2 separate regions of the Macaca mulatta genome follow, and region 2 is linked to region 1. A link is a contact called in public Hi-C data. All regions are on one chromosome and are shown on one strand. The core of a region is the stretch at or near the end of the contact, and the rest is flanking DNA. Distances in the headings are between cores, read along the strand shown. Region 1 overlaps SWT1 (SWT1 RNA endoribonuclease homolog). Region 2 has its middle 37 kb from the start of HMCN1.

Region 1 (6,986 bases), core at 1,086-3,585:
AACCCCCAACTTCATGACTGCAATTATTTTAGAAAAACAGCTGTCTAAAGTATTTCAAACTAAAGCCACAAGAACGCGATAGAGGTTATTAAAACTTTGAAGATGAAACTCAATAAAAATTAATCATTTTCCTTTCCTAAATCGAAACTGAGGTTTTATTTTCCAAAATCCTGTTCTACGATGAAGTACAAATGCCCATGCAGCATATGATCATGTCCAAACACAACAGTTAGCAGTCATTTATTGCTAAATTTAAATACGACCAAACAAAATGACACCTAGAAAAAAACTAAGCTATATACACTTGAGATAGCTTTTAATATAAAAGCATGTCCTCAAAATGTGCCTATTTTAAAGGAACAGAAATTCCCTCTGCCTCTTTCCCACCCCATATATGATTCAAAATAATAAACCAAGAAACCACTCATTATCTCAAACATTTCAAATAAAGCTACTTGAGTTCATGAAACTCACATATGCAAAGTTTTACATGTTAAACCAAACATATTTGGGCATAAACTAGTATATTTTTGGATTTAAAATACTACCTTTTGTTTTTTAAAAATAATTTCAACCTTATTTTATAAAGATGAAATACAAACATAAAACCTAAGCAAGTTAAAGTTTCTCACCTTCACCCTCCTTCTTCTCAGCTTCTAAATCAGGTAGCTCATTATCTATTTCACAGACACAGAAACATATCTAAAACACTTGTACTGTTGCTTTGAATATTAGCTTTCAAGTTGAAGCTGCACGCATTTACAGTGCGCCTCAGAGTTGGATTACATGACCTGTTTAGTTAACTCTGTAAAGATGACAGTTTAAGCAAAAATATATGTAGACAATGTTTTTTGATCAATACACAAAGTAGAACTTTCCCTATTTTTAGAAATTTGCAATACAACTCTCCAATTAATTTTTGCTCCAAATGAAACTTTATCATGTTTATATACTAAGCAAAAGGTTTCTGTGGTCTTAAGAGTTACTTGATCAATCTAGACATAAGTTTACAAAAGTATAAATTAAGACTATGTAGTACTGACCAAAAATAAATCTTAAAACACTTCTATCTGAAAAAAAAAATGATCAACATTGTCCTTGGCTATCTAGTGGTTAGATAAGAAAACTATTAACAAAAGTCCTCAAATTAATACATATAAAAGAAAAGATGAGGAGAGAAGTAATTTCTAAACGAATAGCAAATAAGCTAATTAAAGTTCTTCTCCTACCCAAAAAGAAAGTGTTCAGAAAATACAGGAATTTGCAAAATCCTCACCCTTTTTCAAACTTTGCAAAATTAGGTATTTTGCTGTCAAATGTATAACTGTACCAACAACTGCTCCACTAATATTTTCAATCTTAACCACAATCATGTTTAGAGCTTTCTTAAAACTGAAGTACACATTTTAAACATTTCAAACTTAACATATCAGCTTTAAGGAAAAAGCAAGATTAGGGCATGTAAACATAGTCAGAAAGTATTTTCACATACATCATTTCATACACTCTTCTAAAGAAGGTACCAGGATTCTCATTTAACAAGGAAAGGAACTGTGACTTAGAGGGTAAATGACATGCCCAAAGTCAGCTACAAGGGGATAAATCTAGAACTAGAACCCAAAGCTGTTAGTCTATCAAATATATTTTCATTCACTTCTTTAACTGAAAGGCCAAGCTAAAGGTCAATTATTGAGCCCCAATGTAACAGTATATATGATCTACTATTTTTAAAACAGAAGGGAATAGAGCTAACATATAATCCCAGAGTATATATCTCAAAACCAAATGATACTAGGTCATTTTAGCAAGCATCAAAAATGCTAATTTTCAGTCACTATAAATTGTGTGCAATTTCAGTGTTTACAAAATTTTAAATCAATATTTAGCAAAAATAAATTTTTAAACTGAGCTTCTTTTAACATGATTTTCTTTCTTGAAAGATTTTAAGCACTACATGCACACTTGAAAAAATAATTATTACCTTTTATTAAATTTTAATTTAAATGCCTATTATCTGCAGGGTTTAAAAAAAAAAAAAAAAAACTTCACAATTTTGTAGTTTCCTATTAAGTGAATGGTGAGATAAGCAAACCAGTTAATTCACAATGCCCCCTACTGGTAGCTCAAGAGAAAGCATTCTCTAATGTAACATTACAAAAAAGTGCATTAGTTTTATTAAATGTGATCTCTCACCACCTGCACACAAATGCCCTGGAAAGCTTAAAAATACAACCTCCTTGCTCTACACAAATACCTACAGATATTTTTATTTAAATTAGATTGCCTGAGTTCAGGAATTTGAGGTTACAGTGAGCCATGATCGCTCCACTATACTCCAGCCTGGGAAACAGAGTAACACTCTGTCTAAAAAAAAATTACCCCAGGTCACATGCTAAAAGGTAGCAGAGCTACCAATCTTTTCTTATCCCTAGTGCTAGATGTCCTTAAGATGAAAGAGAAACAAATTATATTAGCCTTAAAATTCAAGTAATTATTTATTTTAGATACTGCTTATGTAAGCAATACATGCTAAACCTTCTTAACCCTGCTCCCGCCCACATCACTTGGGGAGTCTGTAGAAATGTCTGACCATGTCCCATTCTCAGATTCAGATTTAATAGGATTAAGGTAGGGCCTGAATACTGTTATTATTATTATTATATTATTTATTATACTTTAAGTTCTGGGGTACATGTGCAGAACGGGCAGGTTTCTTACATAGGTATACACGTGCCATGGTGGTCTGCTACACCCATTAACCCATCATCTACATTAGGTATTTCTCCTAATGCTATTCCTCCCCTAGACCCCGCCCCCCAACAGGCCCCACTGTGTGATGTTCCCCTCCCTGTGTCCATGTATTCTCATTGTTAAATTCCCACTTACGAGTGAGAACATGTGGCATTTGGTTTTCTGTTCTTGTAGTAGTTTGCTGAGAATGATGGTTCCCAGAGTCATCCATCTCCCTGCAAAGGACATGAACTCATCCTTTTTTATGGCTGCATAGTATTCCATGGTGTATATGTGCCACATTTTCTTCATCCAGTCTACCACTGATAGGCATTAGGGTTGGTTTCGAGTCTTTGCTATTGTGAACACTACTGCAATAAACATATGTGTGTATGTGTCTTTATAGTGGAATGATTTGTAATCCTTTGGATATATACCCAGGAATGGGATTGCTGGGTCAAATGGTATTTCTAGATGTAGACCCTTGAGGAATCGCCACACTGTCTTCCACAATGGTTGAGCTAATTGCCACCAACAGTGAAAAAGCATTCTATTTCTCCACATCCTCTCCAGCATCTGTTGCTTCCTGACTTTTTAATGATCACCATTCTAACTGGCATGAGATGGTATCTCATTGTGTTTTTGATTTGCATTTCTCTAATGACCAGTGACGATTAGCTTTTTTCACATATTTGTTGGCTGCATAAATGTCTTCTTTTGAGAAGTGTCTGTTCATATCCTTCACCCACCTTTTGATGGGGTTATTTTATTCTTGTAAATCTGTTTAAGTTATTTGTATATTCTGGATATTAGCCCTTTGTCAGATGAGTAGGTTGCAAAAATTTTCTCCCATTCTGTAGGTTGCCTGTTCTCTCTGACCATAGTTTCTTTTGCTGTGCAGAAGCTCTTTAATCAGATCCCATTTGTCTATTCTGGCTTTTGTTGCCATTGTTTTTTGGTGTTTTAATTATGAAGTCTTTGCCCATGCCTATGTCCTGAATGGTACTGCCTAGGTTTTCTTCTGAAGTTTTTATCGTTTTAGGTCTTATGTTTAAGTCTTAAATCCATCTTGAGTTAATTTTTGTGTAAGGTGTAAGGAAGGAATCTAGTTTCAGCTTTCTGCATATGGCTAGCCAGTTTTCCCAACACAATTTATTAAATAGGGAATCCTTTCCCCATTGCTTGTTTTTGTCAGGTTTGTCAAAGATCAAATGGTTGTAGATGTGTGGTGTTATTTCTGAGGCCTCTGTTCTGTTTCATTGGTCTATATCTCTGTTTTGGTACCAGTACCATGCTGTTTTTGTTACTGTAGCCTTCTAGTATGGTTTGAAGTCAGGTAGCGTGATGCCTCCAGCTTTGTTAGGATTGTTTAGGTTTTTGTTTTGTTTTGTTTTTTGCTTAGGATTGTCTTGGCTATGCAGGCTCTTTTCTGGTTCCATATGAAATTTAAAGTCATTTTTTCCAATTCTGTGAAGAAAGTCAATGGTAGCTTGATCGGGATAGCACTGAATCTATAAATTACTTTGGGCAGTATGGCCATTTTGATGATATTGATTCTTCCCATCCATGAGCATGGAATGTTTTTCCATTTGTTTGTGTCCTCTCTTACTTCTTTGAGCAGTGGTTTGTAGTTCTCCTTGAAGAGGTCCTTCACATCCCTTGTAAGTTGGATTCCTAGGTATTTTATTGTCTTTGTAGCAACTGTGAATGGGAGTTCACTCTTGATTTAGCTCTCTGTTATTGTTGTAAAGGAATGCTTGTGATTTTTGCACATTGATTTTGTATACTGAGACTTTGCTGAAGTTGCTTATCAGCTTAAGGAGATTTGAGGCTGAGATGATGGGGTTTTCTTTTTTTTTTTTTTTTTTGAGACGGAGTCTCGCTCTGTCACCCAGGCTGGAGTGCAGTGGCCGGATCTCTGCTCACTGCAAGCTCTGCCTCCCGGGTTTACGCCATTCTCCTGCCTCAGCCTCCCGAGTAGCTGTGACTACAGGCGCCCGCCACCTCGCCCAGCTATTTTTTTTGTATTTTTTAGTAGAGACGGGGTTTCACCATGTTAGCCAGGATGGTCTCGATCTCCTGACCTCGTGATCCACCTGTCTCAGCCTCCCAAAGTGCTGGGATTACAGACTTGAGCCACCGCGCCCGGCGACAATGGGGTTTTCTAAATATACAATCACGTCGTCTGTAAACAGAGACAATTTGACCTCTTCTCTTCCTATTTGAATACCCTTTATTTCTTTTTCTTGCCTGATTGCCCTGGCCAGAACTTCCAATACTATGTTGAATAGGAGTGGTAAGAGAGAGCATCCTTGTCTTGTGCCGGGAATGCTTCCAGTTTTTGCCCATTCAGTATGATACTGGCTGTGGGTTTGTCATAAATAGCTCTTGTTATTTTGAGATACGTTATATCAATACTGAGTTACATTGAGAGTTTTTAGCAAGAAGGGCTATTGAATGTTGTCGAAGGCCTTTTCTGCATCTATTGAGATAATCATGTGATTTTTATCATTGGTTCTATTTATGTGATGGATTATATTGATTGATTTGCATATGTTGAACCAGCCTTGCATCTCAGGGATGAAGCCGGCTTGATCATGGTGAATAAGCTTTTTGATGTGCTGCTGGATTTGGTGTGCCACTGTTTTATTAGGATTTTCGCATTGATATTCATCAGGGATATTGGCCTGAAATTTTCTTTTTTGTTGTGTCTCTGCCAGGTTTTGGTATCAGGATGATGCTGGCCTCATAAAACGTGTTAGGGAGGACTCCCTCTTTTTCTATTGTTTAGAATAGTTTCAGAAGGAATGGTACCAGCTCCTCTTTGTACCTCTGGTAGAATTCGGCTGTGAATCCATCTGGCCCTGGACTTTTTTTGGTTGGTAGGCTATTAATTGCTGCCTCAATTTCAGAACTTGTCTATTCAGGGATTCAACCTCTTCCTGGTTTAGTCTTAGGAGGGTATATGTGTCCAGAAACTTATCCAATTCTTCTAGATTTTCTAGTTTATTTGCATAAAGGTGTTTACAAGTAGTCTCTGATGGTAGTTTGTATTTCTGTGGGATGGGTGGTGATATGTCCTTTATCATTTTTTATTGCATTTTTTGATGCTTCTCTCTTTTCCTATTAGTCTAGCTAGCTGCCTGCCATACAAGAGCTCCTGAAGGAAGCACTAAACATGGAAAGGAACAACTGGTACCAGCCACTGCAAAAACATACAAATTGTATGTAAAGACCATCGATGCTATGAAGAAACTGTGTCAACTAACAGGCAAAGAAAACCAGCTAGCATCATACTGCCAGGATCAAATTCACACATAACGATATTAACCTTAAATGTAAATGGGCTAAATTCCCCAATTAAAAGACACAGACTGGCTAACAGAATAAAGAATCAAGACCCATTGGTGTGCTGTATTCAGGAGACTCATCTCATTTGCAGAGACACACATAGGCTCAAAATAAAGGGATGGAGGAATATTGTGAAGCAAATAGAAAGCAAAAAAAAAAAAAAAAAGCAGGGGTTGGAATCCTAGTCTCTGATAAAACAGACTTTAAACAAACAAAGATCAAAAAAGACAAAGAAAGGCATTACATAATGCTAAAGGAATCAATGCAATAAGAAGAGCTAACTATCCTAAATACACATGCATCCAGTACAGGAGTACCCAGATTCATAAAGCAAGTTCTTAGAGACCTACAAAGAGACTTAGACTCCCACACAATAATAGTGGGAAACTTTACTACCCCACTGTCAATATTAGACAGATCAATGAGACAGAAAACTAACAAGGACATCCAGGACCTGAACTCAGCTCTGGACCAAGCAGACCTAATAGACATCTACAGAACTCTCCACCCCAAATCAACAGAATATACATTCTTCTCAGCACCACACTGCACTTATTTTAAAATTGACCACATAATTCGAAGTAAAACACTCCTCAGCAAATGCAAAAGAATGGAAATCATAACAAACTGTCTCTCAGACCACAGTGCAATCAAATTAGAATTCAGGATTAAGAAACTCACTCAAAACTGCACAACTACACGGAAACTGAACAACTTGCTCCTGAATGACTACTGGGTAAATAATGAAATGAAGGCAGAAAAAGATGTTCTTTGAAACCAATGAGAACAAAGACACAACATACCAGAATCTCTGAGACACATTTAAAGCAGTGTGGAGAGGGAAACTGATAGCACTAAATGCCCACAAGAGAAAGCAGGAAAGATCTAAAATTGACACCCTAACA
Region 2 (7,287 bases), core at 290-2,789, 450 kb before region 1:
TCTAAACCCATATGTTCCCTTCATTCAAGTTTACTAAAGATACGCTAATGAGGTTCCTCCTATTAGCTCCTGCTGTACTAGCACTAATCCAAAAGATGATCTCTAAAAGCCTCTTCAATCCTTAAGAAATCCAAAACCAATTTTTCAAGGTAGTTGAATAAAAAGTGGTAAACAAGGGTCTCAGAGAGAAAACATTCTGAAGTGCACTGAATCTGAATTATAAATTTCTAAATATCCAGTCATAAGTCTCAAGTTATTGTCAGAAAATGTTCATCCATTCTACCTTTCTTTTTGAAAGAATCTATAAGCCAGGATCATAAAATCACAAGAATTTACATTTTAAACATGTAACCACAAGGTGGAGATCTAAAGCAAAGATTAGTTTTCACAGCAGGGCTCAATTTAGAATCCAAAACTTCTTATCTAAGGTTACAGTTGTACCTATCCTAAGGAAATTGACTTATTATTTTAAGCTAGAAGAAAACACAGTGCTTATGTATCAGTAGTATTGTATATAGATTAGAAACATATATGGCATACAAGTATTTGAGGAAGGTTTAAGCAGTACTATGTCAGACAGCAAAGTGGAGACATTGATCATATTAGAAATTTCAAGCTTTAAATCTCAAGTAGGGAGAACACTATTGTTATATCACTTCATCATGAGTACATTTAACAAAGGCTAATGTGATTATTTTAGTCCAAATATATGGTTTATATTGAACAACTAATCCTTTAACCTGACAGCACTACTGGACTAGTGGTTCTAAAGATTCTAAATCGAATGAATAAAACACGCCTCTAGTTTTATTTCATTGGTATGTGATAATGGGACTGACTTACCAAGTTAGACCCTGGTGACAGCCGAAAACTTTCACCTTCTTTTTAGATGAATGGGTTTTATCAGTTTCCCTGATTATACACCAAAAACATTTATTTAATTCACAAACTATCCTCCGGGTTTACTCATCTAGAAGTTTCATTATTTTTTTAAAAAAAATCCATTTCTTTTGCTTTCTTTCAGTGTGAATAAGTATTCTTCCCTATAGAAACAACCAACTATCGAAACAGAAAATCCAAGCTAAATAACAGATAGAAAACATGGTACGATCTTTTCTCTCTGCTTCTATTTCCAGGTGCCTTTATTCAGAGATCACAAAACAGAAGTTAATTAAATTAACTACCCTCTTCCGCCACCCACAACCTCAGCTGAAATTCTTGGCAGCGAACGAATGCCTTAAAGTTCCTCTGTTATTTTTTATTGTAATGAAAGAATTCATTTGTGGAAACTGTATATCCTCTTAGCTTACTCAGATTCTAAGACCTTCAATCTTCAATTTATTAAGAGTTTTGATCACCTATACCTTAGAAAATTAAAAGGGAAGGCAAGCACAAACTCAAGTATTGTTGCTCTCAGCTATTAGGTGGGAATTTCCCCTCGTTCCTCAGCTCTGATTGATCTCATCTCAGTCACCTGCCTGTGTTACAAGTGGTGAAGGAGAGTTTCAAGTTGCTTATTTACATAACGATCAAAGTTTGAGATCTGCACTTAAGAGACCTTTGATCCTGTACACCTTGATTTAGAAATCAAATTGGGACTCTAACAAGAAACATTTGTCCCTTCCGCTACTTTCTGGTCTCAGCGAGGCCGGAAATACCAAGAGACGACTCCGCAGTAGTTTAGAACTTCCGCTTCCTGTTCTGGACGAAAGCAGAAGTGGAGAAACATGAAAATGTTAACCAAGAAGCACAATGACCTTTTGCAGACCACCACAACATTGAAGTTAAATTTAGTTCAAATGTTGCCTGTTTACTTAACCAGTGTAAGTTTATGTGACACCATATTAAACCAAAACAAAATCTGTAGAAACAGCGTGGGCGACGTTGAAAGACCCTATCTCTAAAACAAAACAAACAAATAAAAATCTATCCTTGAGCCGGGTGCAATGACACAGGCCTGTAGTTTCAGCTACTGGGGAGGCTGAGGCGGGAGGATCAGGAGTTCCAGCAGAGCCTTTGCAAAAATAGCAACACCGGCTCAAAACAAAAATCTGTAGGAAGCGTTCAGATCACCATTACTGATTTGCAGAGGAACGTGAGTGAGTGAGAAACATTATCCAAAAGTGACCCCTGGAATGCAAGGGGCCAGATGATCAGTTACTAGCTTAGATGGCAATAGGGGCTGTTCAATTTTCCATTTAGGTAGCGGTACTCAAATTGTGCATGCATCAGAATCACACGGAGGGCTCCTCAAAATGCAAATTGCTGTGCCCATCCCACTCTCACCCCCCAGTCTCTAATTCGGTAAATTTGGTGCTAGGTCAGAAAATTAACATTTCTAGTAAATTCCTAGGTGTTGCTGATTCTGCTGATCTGAAGACTACATTTGGAGAACCACTGCTCTAAGTAATTTGCCGGTGAAAATGGGAAAACATCTTAAATTTTAGCAAATGTTAGAATCTCATTTTAAAGAGGAAATAAGACAAAAGAGTTAGGAGCATAGGGCTCACAATCAGCAAAACTTGGGATTTGAATCTGGATCTGCCCAAAGTCATGAGTCTGGGCAAACTGCTTAACCTCCCTGAACCACAGTTTCCTTACTTCTAGAATGTGAAATAATAATCATATCTGTCACTGAGAACCAAATAAAGTATTCTATGTAGGTGTCTGGCATATGGTACCTCATAAATGATTACTATTTTTAAGATTACATACACTATTAGAAAAATGGTCACATGTAGGCAATACTTTCTGAGATCTAGTCATGGGAGAAAGTTTAGTCAGGATACAATCTGTATTTGTTTTGGATTTAGATTAAATGAAAACAGATTGATACAGCTTAAAGAACAGTCTTTCTCCTTTCAAATAAATAACTCTCGTAAGATCCCTTGTTCTTTCTTGAAACCTATCCCTAATTCCCATTTCTTTATTGTCATTTTAAAGTTTATTCTAACATTTATTAAGATGTCCCTTGCTGCTTTATTTCTCTATGCTGCTGTTTACACCAAAAACAAACAACAACAACAACAAAAACTGAACTTTTTCTTCTAGCAAGGAAAAATTTGAGTAACACTAAAGCTCTTATGTAGTGGAGTTAACCCTTTCCAATAACCACCAAATCAGAATTTGAACACAAAGAATAACTAATTAACTTAAAAAAGAATAAAATTAACAACACCTGTTAACTAAACTAATGATATTTAAATTAATGTATACTGCCCAATTTCATTGTTAATGAGACATCTGTGCATTTTCACCAAAGTAACAGTATATTGCATCCCAAAGCAAAGACAGAACTAGAAGAAAGTGAATAGCAATTCTCCATCTCTTCTAATAATTGGAAATGGGCTCAACTTAATGCATAAAACATGTTTGCTGATAAAAGGGATAGCTCATTCATATATTAGGCAAATATTCACTGTGAGCTTACTATGTGACTCTTTCTGTGACACTGGGGATATACTGGTGAGTAGAAGAGCCCAAAGGCCTTACTTCATGGAGCTTTATAGTCTAGTTGGGAAAACAAACATTAATCAAATAAGCACACAAATATATAAACAAAGAGAAAGAGTGATAGGTGCAATGGACCAAAAATACAGGTTAAGTAACACAGGGACACTGGGGGTTGGAGCAGCACAGATAAAAGCACTCAGATGCTATGGAAAGGCCATAAAGTGACAGGAACATGATGGCACATTGGAAGATACTAAAGACCAGAGATGCTGGAGGTGAGAGTGAGGAGGAAGGATGGCTAAGTCAGGATCACGGAGTGTCTTGTCAACCATATGCGTTTTCATCCTAGGAAGGATGAGAAGCCACCAAAGGATTTGAAGAAGAGAATTGGCATGATCTAACTCGCATTTTTAAAAGATCACTTGGGCTTCAGTGTGCCAAATAGGTTACTGGGTGTAGGGGAGTATAAAATAAAAGGGGGAAGGAATGGCAAGAATGGTAACAAGAGTCAGTGCAGTTTAGGGCATTACTGTTATAGCCCAGGTGAGAGAGAGATGGTGGTACATTGTACCTTGTTGTGATGAAATAGCTTAGTTATTCATTGTAACCTTCTTTAGTGGAAATTTGTGCAAATAAAAAATATCATTTTTTCAGATGTCAAAATATTGATGTGCCTGAAAACCTATAGATGGATCACATAATTGTTGAAGGTCTCTTCCATACTTTGACATGATTTAGATGAATTTCAAACCCACACGGTCGCACAATCAGCCTTCAGAGTGGCACTTTGTTTTGTTTTGAAGCTGCTAAATAGATGGCCCAAAAGATCCATTCACATGGGTATCTGAACTCATCATTTGATATTTCATTTTTGTGTGATAAAGGCTTATCAGTTCTCGGGAACCACTTGAATAAATATTTCCCAGAGGAAAATGTTTTCTAGGTAAGACACCAATGAGGATTACAAAAGAACTAGCTAAGAACAAACTTCTGGAAACATAGGACTGAGGATCTTCCCTGGGGAGGAATTTATTATAATCATAATCCTGAAAGATACCATCTCAAATGTCATAATCCCACATGTTGAAATCCTTAAAAATCAAAATCCCAAAAATATAATTCTGGAAAAAAAACTCTACGCAAATAAACTAGAAAACCTAGAAGAAATGGATAAATTCCTGGACACATATAGTCTCCCAAGACTAAACCAGGAAGAAGTTTAATCCCTGAATAGACCAATAACAGGCTCTGGAATTGAAGCAATAATTAATAGCCTACCCACCAAAAAAAGTCCAGGACCAGATGGATTCACAGCCAAATTCTACCAGAGGTACAAGGAGGAGCTGGTACCATTCCTTCTGAAACTATTCCAATCAATAGAAAAAGAGGGAATCCTCCCTAACTCATTTTATGAGGCCAGCATCATACTGATACCAAAGCCTGGCAGAGACAAAACAAATAAAGAGAATTTTAGACCAATATCCCTGATGAATATCGATGCTAAAATCCTCAATAAAATACTGGCAAACTAAATCCAGCAGCACATAAAAAGCTTATCCACCATGATCAAGTGAGCTTCATCCCTGGGATGCAAGGCTGGTTCAACATATGCAAATCAATAAATGTAATCCAGCGTATAAACAGAACCAAAGAAAAAAACCACATGATTATCTCAATAGATGCAGAAAAGGCCTTTGACAAAATTCAACAGCCCTTCATGCTAAAAACTCTCAATAAATTTGGTATTGATGGAACATATCACAAAATAATAAGAGCTATTTATGACAAACCCACAACTAATATCATACTGAATGGGCAAAAACTGGAATCATTCCCTTTGAAAACTGACGCAAGACAGGGATGCCCTCTCTCACCACTCCTATTCAACATAGTGTTGGAAGTTCTGGCCAGGGCAATTAGGCAGGACAAAGAAATAAAGGGTATTCAATTAGGAAAAGAGGAAGTCAAATTGTTCCTGTTTGCAGATGACATGATTGTATATCTAGAAAACCCCATCATCTCAGCCCAAAATCTCCTTAAGCTGATAAGCAACTTCAGCAAAGTCTCAGGATACAAAATCAATGTGCAAAAATCACAGGCATTCTAATACCAATAACAGACAAACAGAGAGCCAAATCATGAATGAACTCCCATTCACAATTGCTTCAAAGAGAATAAAATACCTAGGAATCCAACTTACAAGGGATGTGAAGGACCTCTTCAAGGAGAACTACAAACCACTGCTCACTGAAATAAAAGAAGACACAAACAAATGGAAGAACATACCATGCTCATGGATAGGAAGAATCAATATCGTGAAAATGGCCATACTGCCCAAGGTAATGGATAGATTCAATGCCATCCCCATTAAGCAACCAATGACTTACTTCACAGAACTGGAAAAAACTACTTTAAAGTTCATATGGAACCAAAAGAGAGCCCGCGTTGCCAAGACAATCTTAAGCCAAAAGAACAAAGCTGGAGGCATCATGCTACCTGACTTCAAACTATACTACAAGGCTACAGTAACCAAAACAGCATGGTACTGGTACCAAAACAGAGATATAGACCAATGGAACAGAACAGACCTCAGAAATAATACCACACATCTACAACTATCTGATCTTTGACAAACCTGACAAAAACAAGAAATGGGGAAAGGATTCCCTATTTAATAAATGGTGCTGGGAAAATTGGCTAGCCATAAGTAGAAAACTGAAACTGGATCCCTTCCTTACACCTTATACAAAAATTAATTCAAGATGGATTAGAGATTCAAATGTTAGACCTAAAACCATAAAAACCTTAGAAGAAACCTAGGCAATACCATTCAGGACATAGGCATGGGCAAGGATTTCATGTCTAAAACACCAAAAGCAATGGCAGCAAAAGCCAAAATTGACAAATGGGATCTAATTAAACTAAAGAGCTTCCACACAGCAAAAGAAACTACCATCAGAGTGAACAGGCAAACTACAGAATGGGAGAAAATTTTTGCAATCTACTCATCTGACAAAGGGCTAATATCCAGAACCTACAAAGAACTCAAACAAATTTACAAGAAAAAAACAAACAACCCCATCAAAAAGTGGGCAAAGGATATGAACAGATATTTCTCAAAAGAAGACACTTATGCAGCCAACAGACACATGAAAAAATGCTCATCATCACTAGCCATCAGAGAAATGCAAATCAAAACCACAATGAGATACCATCTCACACCAGTTAGAATGGCGATCATTAAAAAGTCAGGAAACAACAGGTGCTGGAGAGGATGTGGAGAAGTAGGAACACTTTTACACTGTTGGCAGGACTGTAAACTAGTTTACAATCATTTATTGAGAATAAACTCATTTATTGAGAAAGTTTCAATGTTTTTACATACATGCACAATGCTTATCTGCAAAGTGAACATTATAACACACTTTCATGGAGTCAATTTAACACACTTGTAACACACATTATAACACACTTTCATGGAGTCAATTTTTTTAAAAATGCATGAAATGAATCAGAAGTCTCTAAAAATTCTACACAGTTTATCCCTCCAGTATTCGAAATGATGTGAACATGAAATACATAGCATATAGAATGATAAAAAAAAAATTGACAATTTAGTGGAAAAAAACAAAAAAGAAAAAGATTTTTTTTTTTTTTTTTTTTTTTTTTGAGACAGAGTCTCACTCTGTCACCCTGGCTGGAGTGCAATGGTGCGATCTTGGCTCACTGCAATCTCCACCTCCTGGGTTCAAGCAATTGTTCTGCATCAGCCTCCTGAGTAGCTGGGATTACAGGTGCCAGCCATCACACCCTGCTAATTTTTGTATTTTTGGT

What was found. Hi-C and Micro-C count contacts between places; a contact is called where the count stands out from the background.
Region 2: a Hi-C map of CD4 T cells shows a contact between it and region 1, with 6 times the contacts expected there. The contact joins two enhancer-like sites. A contact is called at or near these places in 3 of 14 Hi-C or Micro-C datasets (CD4 T cells, fibroblasts and liver).

What each region holds. Positions count from the first base shown.
Region 1 is chr1:42,692,165-42,699,150 of T2T-MMU8v2.0, reverse strand. All of the region lies in intron 16 of SWT1 (SWT1 RNA endoribonuclease homolog), which reads right to left. Among named protein-coding and RNA genes, the nearest start is that of IVNS1ABP, 73 kb to the left of the region's middle. Within about 2 kb of position 2,335, at least 1 of the 40 cell types and tissues checked has an H3K27ac peak or open chromatin away from gene starts, as enhancers often do. A contact at or near this core is called in CD4 T cells, where this site is marked.
Region 2 is chr1:43,137,898-43,145,184 of T2T-MMU8v2.0, reverse strand. No RefSeq gene overlaps it. Among named protein-coding and RNA genes, the nearest start is that of HMCN1, 37 kb to the left of the region's middle. Within about 2 kb of position 1,539, at least 11 of the 40 cell types and tissues checked have an H3K27ac peak or open chromatin away from gene starts, as enhancers often do. A contact at or near this core is called in CD4 T cells, where this site is marked.